2 separate regions of the Mus musculus genome follow, and region 2 is linked to region 1. Evidence: chromatin contacts called from public Hi-C data. All regions are on one chromosome and are shown on one strand. Each heading gives the region's core, a stretch centred on a gene start, on an enhancer-like site or on the middle of the called end of the contact. The rest is flanking DNA. Distances are from core to core; before and after follow the strand shown.

What was found. Hi-C and Micro-C count contacts between places; a contact is called where the count stands out from the background.
Region 2: a Hi-C map of pre-B cells shows a contact between it and region 1, with 4 times the contacts expected there. The contact joins two enhancer-like sites. A contact is called at or near these places in 7 of 39 promoter capture datasets (the 3T3-L1 cell line, 3T3-L1-derived adipocytes, embryonic stem cells and 3 more), 2 of 15 datasets of contacts at CTCF or cohesin (large pre-B cells and pro-B cells), 20 of 484 Hi-C or Micro-C datasets (3T3-L1-derived adipocytes, the AtT-20 cell line, B cells and 15 more) and 4 of 115 datasets of contacts at active chromatin or transcription factors (embryonic hindbrain, embryonic midbrain, forebrain and 1 more).

What each region holds. Positions count from the first base shown.
Region 1 is chr2:101,903,745-101,908,117 of GRCm38.p6, forward strand. No RefSeq gene overlaps it. Among named protein-coding and RNA genes, the nearest start is that of Commd9, 20 kb to the left of the region's middle. Within about 2 kb of position 2,522, at least 71 of the 459 cell types and tissues checked have an H3K27ac peak or open chromatin away from gene starts, as enhancers often do.
Region 2 is chr2:102,671,324-102,676,208 of GRCm38.p6, forward strand. All of the region lies in intron 1 of Slc1a2 (solute carrier family 1 (glial high affinity glutamate transporter), member 2), which reads left to right. LOC115489466 (a long non-coding RNA gene) reads left to right here. Exons shown (of 2, transcript XR_003953884.1): 2 at 1-4,885. Among named protein-coding and RNA genes, the nearest start is that of Slc1a2, 15 kb to the left of the region's middle. Within about 2 kb of position 3,323, at least 11 of the 459 cell types and tissues checked have an H3K27ac peak or open chromatin away from gene starts, as enhancers often do.

The DNA of each region.
Region 1 (4,373 bases), core at 1,272-3,771:
CTGGTACTATATTTCGGGTTGGGTCAATACGATTTCCGAAGAACCTCTCCCCCACTGATCTCTAAGGAGGTTCTTGCTTGGTGATTTTCTGGTCCCTTCCCCAGGGTGTGGGAATATTTGGGATGTAGACTCTGTCCATCAAAGGGTGACAATCAATCTCTGGGGTGACAGTGCTCCTGGCTGGCCACCACATTCCACTTGCACAGCACAGAGGCGAGCAGCTTAGTCCTGATCAATGTATCTGTCTCTGAGCCTGTAGATGTGCCTCACTCCAGAAAGCCAGGCTGCCTTTCCCTGCCAGGATCAACAGAGCCCCTGGGCTTTGACAGTGAGGCACCCAGAGCTCACGAGCTGCTTCAAACCACCCAGACCCCAGAGGTTGAAAAAGGAGATCAGGGCATTGAGCCAACCCCGTGCCTCTTCCTGTGTCTGCCCATGCCGCTGGATGAGGCTGTGTTGGAGTGTGTATGTGCATGTGGAGGCTGGAGCTTCCTCAGGAACTATCCAGCTCGTTTTCCGAGACGCGGTCTTGGATCATCCTTGAACATGCAAGGCAGATGGGCCAGTGAGTTTCAGGCATCTTCTTCTCTCTTCCCAGCTCTGGGATCACAAGCATGTGCCACCACCCCAGCTTCTTTACTTGAATTCTGGGGATCTAAAACCAGGTCCTTTACTATCTGAGCCATCTCCCCAACGCTGCCGATTCAGTAGCGGAAGAAAGTTTGTGATTTCCCACAGGTGACCTAAGTTTGCCTTGAGTGTGGTGACTTCCAACCCTCCTAGATCAGCCCTGCCGGCTGCCTCTGTGGATCCTGATCGTTGTCCTTTGCCTTCCGTTTCTGATGATTTTCAGTGTGAAGACAAATGGACACCCGAGTGAGCCACTCAGTGAGGTCTCTGCACACACACAGGCCCCCTGCCCAGGCACTGCTAGTCAAGCTCTCTGGCCTGCTGTTCACAAACTTCCAAGATGTGAGTCCAGTGTGGTGAGAATGTTACCACAAGCAAGGAACTCTTATTAGTTATCATTCCTTTTACATTCGTTTCTTTTGTTTCTGTTTAATTTTGTTTGTTTGTTTGTTTTGGATTTTCAAGACAGGGTTTCTCTGTATAATCTTGGCTGTCCTGGAACTCTCTTTAACTACCAGGAGGATAGCTCTGTGTGTGTGTGTGTGTGTGTGTGTTTTAAAATGATGGACTTAGTTTTATGTACATTGGTGCTTTGTCTTCATGCATGTCTGTGTGAGGGTGTCAGATTCTTTGGAACTGGAGTTACAGACAGTTGTGAGCTGCCATGTGGTTGCTGGGAATTAAACCCAGGTCCTCTGGAAGAGCAGCCTGTGCTCTTAACCACTGAGTGACCTCTCCAACCCCTTATGCTCTAATCTAGAAGCTATTGGCCGTCTAGAACTTTGAAGGTTTTCAAGCCATTAACCTGTTTTCAGCCTGTATCCACCGACTTCCAATCCTGATAATTCCTGAACATTCTTTTTGTTTGGTTGGTTTGTTTTTTGGTTTTTGGTTTTTTGTTTGTTTGTTTGTTTGTTTTGTTTTGTTTTGTTTTTCGAGACAGGGTTTCTCTGGCTGTCCTGGAACTCACTCTGTAGACCAGGCTGGCCCGGAACTCAGAAATCCGCCCGCCTCTGCCTCCGGAGGGCTGGGATTAAATGCGTGCGTCACCACGCCTGGCTCCTGAACATTCTTAACTGCATACTGATGACCTTTATACAATCCGATCTTCTTTGGTGCTCACATTTCTATGGTTTAATTCCCCCCACCTCTTTTTAAAGCAGTTTTGAGAAAAGAAAAAAAATTGCTAACGGCAGTAGTACAGGGATGGTGCCAGAGGACCCTAATCTCCACAGAGAGAGTTTGCAGGCCCTGAATGCTTGGGAAAGGCCCGAGTGGGCTTTCTCCCTCTGCCTGATCTTCCCCATTGTTTCTGTGGTCCTGCCGAATGCCTGCCTTTCTCCAGCCTCGTCCCACAGCCTGAGTACCCGGATGATGGGCAGTTCCTGTCGGTACCGAGTTTCCAGCTATAAAGTGATAGCCTGTCTCTGGGATTCATTTCATAAAAGATGTCACTGGTCACGAGGTCTTACTATCTTCTGAGGTGACTCAAAAAAACTAACTATAAGGCCTAAAATCCAAACAGGAAGGCAATCGCCGCCTGCTGCTCGGCTAGCTGCAGCTGGAACTTGCATGATAAGCCCAGCAGATGGCGCACTTGTTCTCTCGATCTCATCTGTCTTAGTAATGAAAACAAAGACCGGGAAAGGTGAGGTGGCAGCAGACCTCTCCCAGAGCCCGGGCTAGGGAGAGGCTACCTGTAAAAGAGGCCCTCAGATCCAGGCCTGTTATCTCGTTATCTCCTCAGGGCAGCAAAGGTTGGAAGAAGGAGAAGTGGTAGCAGGGACAGACTCCCAGGGACCCCTTTCAGGACTTTTCCCCTAATGCCCCGATGCATCTGCCACAGGCTAGTAAATCCAAGAATCTGTACCTTTGGACCGGCCAGACACAGCTTCGCCAAACAAGGTTTGTGCGCGGCAACCACAGGTCCAGGATTCAGCCAGCAGAGAACTTTCTGTACCATGGGTGGATAGTGGAGGCAGGATGCAGGTCTAGGGCTGCTTGAACTAAATCTCGATTTCTTCATCTGTATAAGAAAGAGATTAAGCTTAACTCTTCCTGACAGCACTGCTTGGAGGAGGTTAATTATGTATGAAGGTATCTGAGTCGGGGAGGGTGCCCATCCATGGCGGGTACATGTCTGCTCTGCGTGCTGCCTCTTCTAGGTAAGGCCCTGTGCAGAATGCCCCAGTTCTGGTGTGAAGGGGGTTTGCTGTGTTCTGACCCCCACCCCCATGGCTGGTGAGGAGCCCAGGTAACTTTCTGGACTTCCTTGCTTCGGGCTCAACAGCTTTCTCCTATTTCTGTTTTCTCCTCCTCCTCCTCCTCCTCCTCCTCCTCCTCCTCCTTCCTCCTTCCTCCTCCCCGTCCTCCTCCTCCTCCTCCTCCTTCTCCTCCTCCTCCTCCTTCTCCTCCTCCTCCTCCTTCTCCTCCTCCTCCTCCTTCTCCTCCTTCTCCTCCTCCTCCTTCTCCTCCTTCTCCTCCTCCTCCTCCTCCTCCCCCTCCTCCCCCTCCTCCCCCTCCTCCTCCTTCTTCCTGCTGCTCCCACTGTCTGACTAGAGTCTAATGGCATTCCCCTGCCCCAAATTCTTAATGGCTCCTTAATGCCCCAGAATGAAGGCTAAACTCAGAATTGATACTCAATGTCCTTCATAACCAGCTTTCCACCTACATTTTAAGCTTTTGGAACAAAATTGAAGAAATTGACTTAAATCTGAATTAACAGGGTAGAGTTCTGAGGATGGAGGGAATAGAAGTTGTTGGTAACAGGCATGGACGGGTCTGGCTACCAAGAATGGAGTCCCCCCTACTTCTCATATTATGTATTTTTTTTCTCTTGTTCTCTTACTGTGTCAGAAAGTGTCTTGCTATATAGTTCAGGCCAGCTTCAAATTCATGATTCTCCTGCCTCAGCTTCCTCTGAGGGTGTGGTGACCTGTCCTCTTGATGTGCCTTTCCTTAAGCACAGAGTCTAGGTTTTGCTAATTATTTTGTCCCTAGCAGCTAAGACAGTGTCTGCAGTTATAGATGCTCAGTCAGTACTCACTGGAATGCATGCGAGCATGAATGACTGAGAATGAATGAATGAATGAATGTCCTGAATGTGCCAAAGGTTGACTAAGCAACTATCCCCAGTGTTCACTAGCTCCTGGCCTTTTCTAACCTGAGAAGCAGAATGGGGTGGGGGAGGGGCATTAGAACAGTGCAGCCAAAAGCAAGAAACCAGAGCATTCTTGATCTAGCAACAGGGGGACGTCGTGATGACAAGGACTACAACTGTTGTGCCCACAGCCTCTTAGAACACTCCATCCTAAACCTCCCAGGAAGGTCAACCTGACTGTAGGGCTCTGGTCAGTCAGAGGGTGTGCTTGTCCAGCCATCTGTTTCCCAGGATACCATTTCCCTAGCACAGATGGCACCCGGACCTTCCTCACTGTGTCAGCGAGCTGCGGAGGACCCAGCATTGCTGAGGCTCAGCCTGGTCTCTTTCGACCCCGTTTTCTCCATCACTCGCCTCCCCTCCACCCTCCATATGGCTGCCTCACTTCGGTGTCCTCCCAAAAGAACTCCTCCTTCTGTCTGGCTGCTTAGCACCTCACAGATGGGAATCTAGAACATTTGGGAGAGGTTAAAAAGCAGTTTCAAACTGTCTGTTTTCTTTTTCTCAAGCTGGGGATTGAACCCAGGGCCTTGCATGTTTGACAGGTGGTCTACTGCTGAACTCTAACCCCGGCCCCCAGTGC
Region 2 (4,885 bases), core at 2,073-4,572, 770 kb after region 1:
TCCCAGAGTGGCTGACAGTGTTGCCTGTTAGAGACATACTGAAATGCAAATTCTGCCAAGTGGTCATTAGATGAATCAGTCTTGAGACTACCATGGCCAGACCAGAACCACTGAAGTGATGCTGCTGGTGTTGTGAGTAGGTAGAGCAAAAATGAATGAAAGGGGTTTTTTTTCTTAGGGTTTGTTTTTATTTATGTGCATATATGTGTTCTGGGGGTATGCACAAGTGTGTTCAGGTGCCCCCAGAAGAGGTCATTGGGTCCTCTGGAGCTCAAGTTACATGTGGTTGTGCGCTGCCAGACACTGGGTGCTGGGCACTGAACTTGGGGCCTCTGCAAGTTCATCCAATGCTCTTAACCCATCCCTCCACCTTGAAGTTATTATTACTATCATTATTTTGAGCAGCAATCAGGAAGAGGTGTGAGTAGGGAATTTGATACATGAAGCACCTTAGATTCTTTGAGCTTGAGTGTGTGTGAGTTCAGCATGTTGATATGCTGAGGGAAATGCTGGGTCAGTGAAGGCATTCAGATTAACTCTCATGGAAGATTATGTTGAAGCAAAGAATTAGAACCTAAATCAGTTCTTTGCTTGCTTTGGGCTTTCTGTAGGGGAGAGAAGAGTGCCTTGCATCTTAGTCAGGGCAGCTATTGCTGTGACAAAACACCATGACCAAAACCAAGTTGGGGAGGAAAGGGTTTATTTGGCTTACACTTCCATATCACTGTTAGTCACCAAAGGAAGTTAGGATAGGAACTTAGACAAAGCAGGAACCTGGAAGCAAGAGCTGATGCAGAGGGCATGAAGGAGCCCTGCTTACTGGCTTACTCCTGGTAGCTTAGTCAGCTTGCTTTCTGATATAACCCAGGACCACCAGCCCAGGGATGTCACCACCCATATTGGGCTGGGACTTCCTCCATTCATCACTTATTAAGACAGTGACTTATTGAGTGATCTTATGGAGGCATTTTCTCAATTGAGGTTCCCTCTTTTCAGATAACTCAAGCTTGTGTCAAGTTGGCATAAGACTAGCCAGTACACATAGGAAGATGGCTCACAGTGGAGAAGAAGGGAAACACGACCTGCCTAAGTGGCCAAATTCATGTAGTCAATCAATCATCTGAAGATGGAGCCGGTTTATCCTGCCTCTGTAGCATCATTGTCAGAAGGCTGAATATGATATCCTTATTGGCCAGTGGTTGACATTTTCTTCTATCCTCTCCCTTATAAGTCTTCACATATCTCCTTAGCTGGAATTGTCCTTTTTCTCCCTTTAGACCCAGGTCATTATGTAACATCTGTGTAGAAGACGTTCTTGGACTTAGTGGTGTGTTTGTCTGTCTATGTGTGTGTGTGTGTGTGTGTGTGTGTGTGAGAGAGAGAGAGAGAGAGAGAGAGAGAGAGAGAGAGAGAGGGAGAAAGAGAGAGAGAGAGAGGGTGTGTGTGTGTGTGTGTGTGTGTGTGTGTGGTATATGCACATGTGAATACTCGCATCCATTTATGTGCATGTGGAGACCGGAGGTTAACAGCAGACATCTTCCTCTACTACTACTCTCGACTTTAGTTTTTGAGGCAGAGTCTCTCAACTGAACCCGGAACTCACCAATTAGCTAGATTGCTTGATCCGCAAGTCTCAGGATCCTCCTGTCTCTTCCCTTCTGTGCATCTGAGTGCCAGAGTACTAAGTGCTGGTTGGGTCTTTATGTGGGTGCTGGGGCTCTGTGCTCTGGTCTTCATGCTTCTATAACAAGATGTTTAACCACTGAGCTATCTCCCCACCTCCTGGCTGCAATCTATTTCTGTTGCCTTTTGGGCTCTAAATTCTCTTTGGATTCTTTCTGGAACATTTCCATATCACTGTTCCCTTGAAACCTTCTGAAGAATGACTCAGGTCTTTTTCTAACCCTAGACTAACAGATTACATGACCTTGTTGGTGTTCCTATTTGCTTAACACATAGGTACATGGGGATGAATGTACCACAGTGGAACTGTTGATATTTTTCCCTGTAGATTCACCCCTACTTCCTTTCAAGCTCCACGCTCCCCCACTCCCCACCCCCATCTCAGCCAACAGTGCTGCCATAGTACTGAAGTCAGAAATAAAGCTTTGTCCCTGAACTTTTCTCTCCTCTCAGCTCTGATCTGCCAGCTTACCAGGTAAGCCCCTCTCTCCAAATGGTTCCTTAAGCCTTGCCCATTCTCTGCATTGCCACAGGTATGGCTTTAGCCCAGGCAGCAGCTGTTGCTTTCTTGGAGACTGCATAGCTTCCAACCTTTCAGATTTTCCCAAGCCATGCCTGCATCTTGCTTACCCATTTTCCTTCTAAGACCATTTATTTCCATTGTTCTCCTACCATCGACAGCTAGTTAGTGCCTTCTAGAGCATTCTCTGATGATCAGCTTCAATGCCACTCCCTAGAAGGGGCTTTCTGGTCTCCCTTTCTCAATTCTACCCCAGTCTTCTTATTTTCTTCCTTCGTGGCAGCAATTACAGCTTTCAAATATCTTGATTATTTATTCTCTTCTTTCTATGGCTCTCACGGGTGGTAAGAATATTTGAGGACTAGTTGATTTTTGCAAAGTCCTCTGTTAGGATTAACACGGTGCACTTAACATTCACCCATAACTGAATAGATGGTCCTATCCGTGTGAGGGAAGCCGGGGTAGATTCTTAAGAGGGTGACTACTGCGATGGGCTTCTTCCTGGGGGGCTGTTCTGATGTGCTTTGTTCAGGCCTCTCTCAGCACATCATTAGATCAGATAGTGCTAAGTGTTTTCTAGTCTGCCTGCTTACTGTCTTTCAGATCTCTCCGAGGATCGGGACTAGCTTAATTTATTTTCACTTCCTCTTATTATCTCCATCCCAGGGAATGCTGGTGTAATTGAATTGTCTACTTTGGGAAAGAAACTCAGAAGGGCGTGGAGTGGGGGAGAAGAAATAGGCTTAAGCCAGTGAAAAGGCCAGGATTGGGAAAATGTGTCTTTTTGCTCCTTAGGAGGTGATCATCTTCATATGGTGCTGGTGGTCAATGATATATCCCTGCCCAGCAGTCAATAACCAGCCTTCTTATTGCTAAGAGTTAGCAGGGTTCAAGTAGGTTACAAAGCCACCCTTTGGGCAACAGCTCATCTCCTGAAGCCAAAAATAGATTTGCCATGTTCACCTGTGTCCCTGCTCTACTGCCTGGGAAAGACTACAAATTCCTCTCTCTGCACTTCTTTCAGAACACAGTGGATTCTGGTCAGATGAACATCACTGAGCCCTCGCCTTTCCTGAGACTGTCTGTCTCCCTTCAGAACTGTGTCTTTTCTTTTTCCTTGTTCTTTGCAAAGGGAAGCAAGAAGCTGGAATGAATTAGGCATTCAGATACAAAGAAGGGCTCTGAGTCAAAGTTGGTATTTAAATTGCATCAGTGAATAAAACCTGGGGCTTGACAGTTTAACTGCTTATAAAACTGATTTAGAAGAAGAACAGTTACCAGAAGCTGCCGGTTCTGTGGCTAAATTGTTGCTTTTGATTACTACAGAGCTTCTTAGAACATTTAATCATTCCCAGTGGAGTCCCCTTACTGTGACTTCCTGCAGGTAGAGAAATGACATCTTTAAGTATGTGTGTTTGCTGCTAATCCAAAGGAGAATGCTTTACACACACACACACACACACACACACACACACACACACACACATTTCCCCTCTGACATGGACTTCTTTACTTTCCTGGTGCTTGGCTGTGTTTGGGGGTATTTGTTTCGTTCTCTTGGGATAAGAGGGTGAAAACCATTCCAGGAACCGTCGGCAGGACAAACAGCCAGCATCTGAGCCTCCTAGGGAAGTCCTTAGCTGCGGCTTCCCTCATGGCTAGTAGGGTGCACGAATACTAAAAGCCTGCCAGATTCAAATCCAAGTCTGCAGGTTCTGAAATGAAAATAAAATCAAAGTATAAATTCTACATTTTGTAGTTTCCTCTGACACAGAGGCCATTGTAAGTCCCGAGAACCAGGCATGCACCCACGTACTATCTTCCTCCTTCGGGAGACTCATCATGCATTTCTAGTCAAACCACTGTCCAGGCCATCCACCAAACCACTGTCCAGGCCATCCACCATTGTTTGACAAACAGGCCCAACCATTTCTCCCAGCAGGGGGCGCTGTGGGGCTGATGACCACAGGCCGGGCAATGGGATTTTCCTGCCACTCTAAAGCAAGAGCCAGAGGGTGAATGGCTCTTTCCCAGTCCAGCACCAGCTGACCCCTGGATTTTAAAGAAGGAAAGGCCTGATACTTTGATTTTCAAACATTCCAAGTTACCCTGAGTTGTCAAATCAGCCAGAGATCCAGAGTTCTTCGGGGACTACCTTTTGCTGGGAGGAATTTGGCAGTCTTGGTTCTTGTTACCCATTTTGGCCCTAGATCCTCTCTCTCACGTTGTGCTCCTGGATTCTCCTCAGCCAAGTGCAAGAAGGAGCCTTGATTCCAGATTCAGGTACGTGTAAAATGTTTCTGTCTGGGTTATTGACAAACTGGTTTAAGGCGAAGGGGCGATTGTATGATAGATCTGGAGTTGGCTCTAAGGCTGAACGGAAAGGTACTTGAGGAAATAAAGAGAACATTTGAAAGCTTGGAGGCGCCCCAGAATAAATAGTTCAAGAATGAAGGCACAAAAACAGATATTCTTTTCAAAATGACTAACTAGGCACCCCAGAGGGCTAACTTGTGTTTCAAGCCAGTTGGCAACAAGATTAAAGTAGGCATGGAAACCCTGTTTTAGTTAAAGGATACTCTCCCTTAGGAGTCAGCGTCCATATGTCCTCTAAAGGGCTTTCCCCTCTGCCTGTGGCTAAGCTACGGAGGCAAACCAGTGAGGGGGGTGACTTGCTCACAT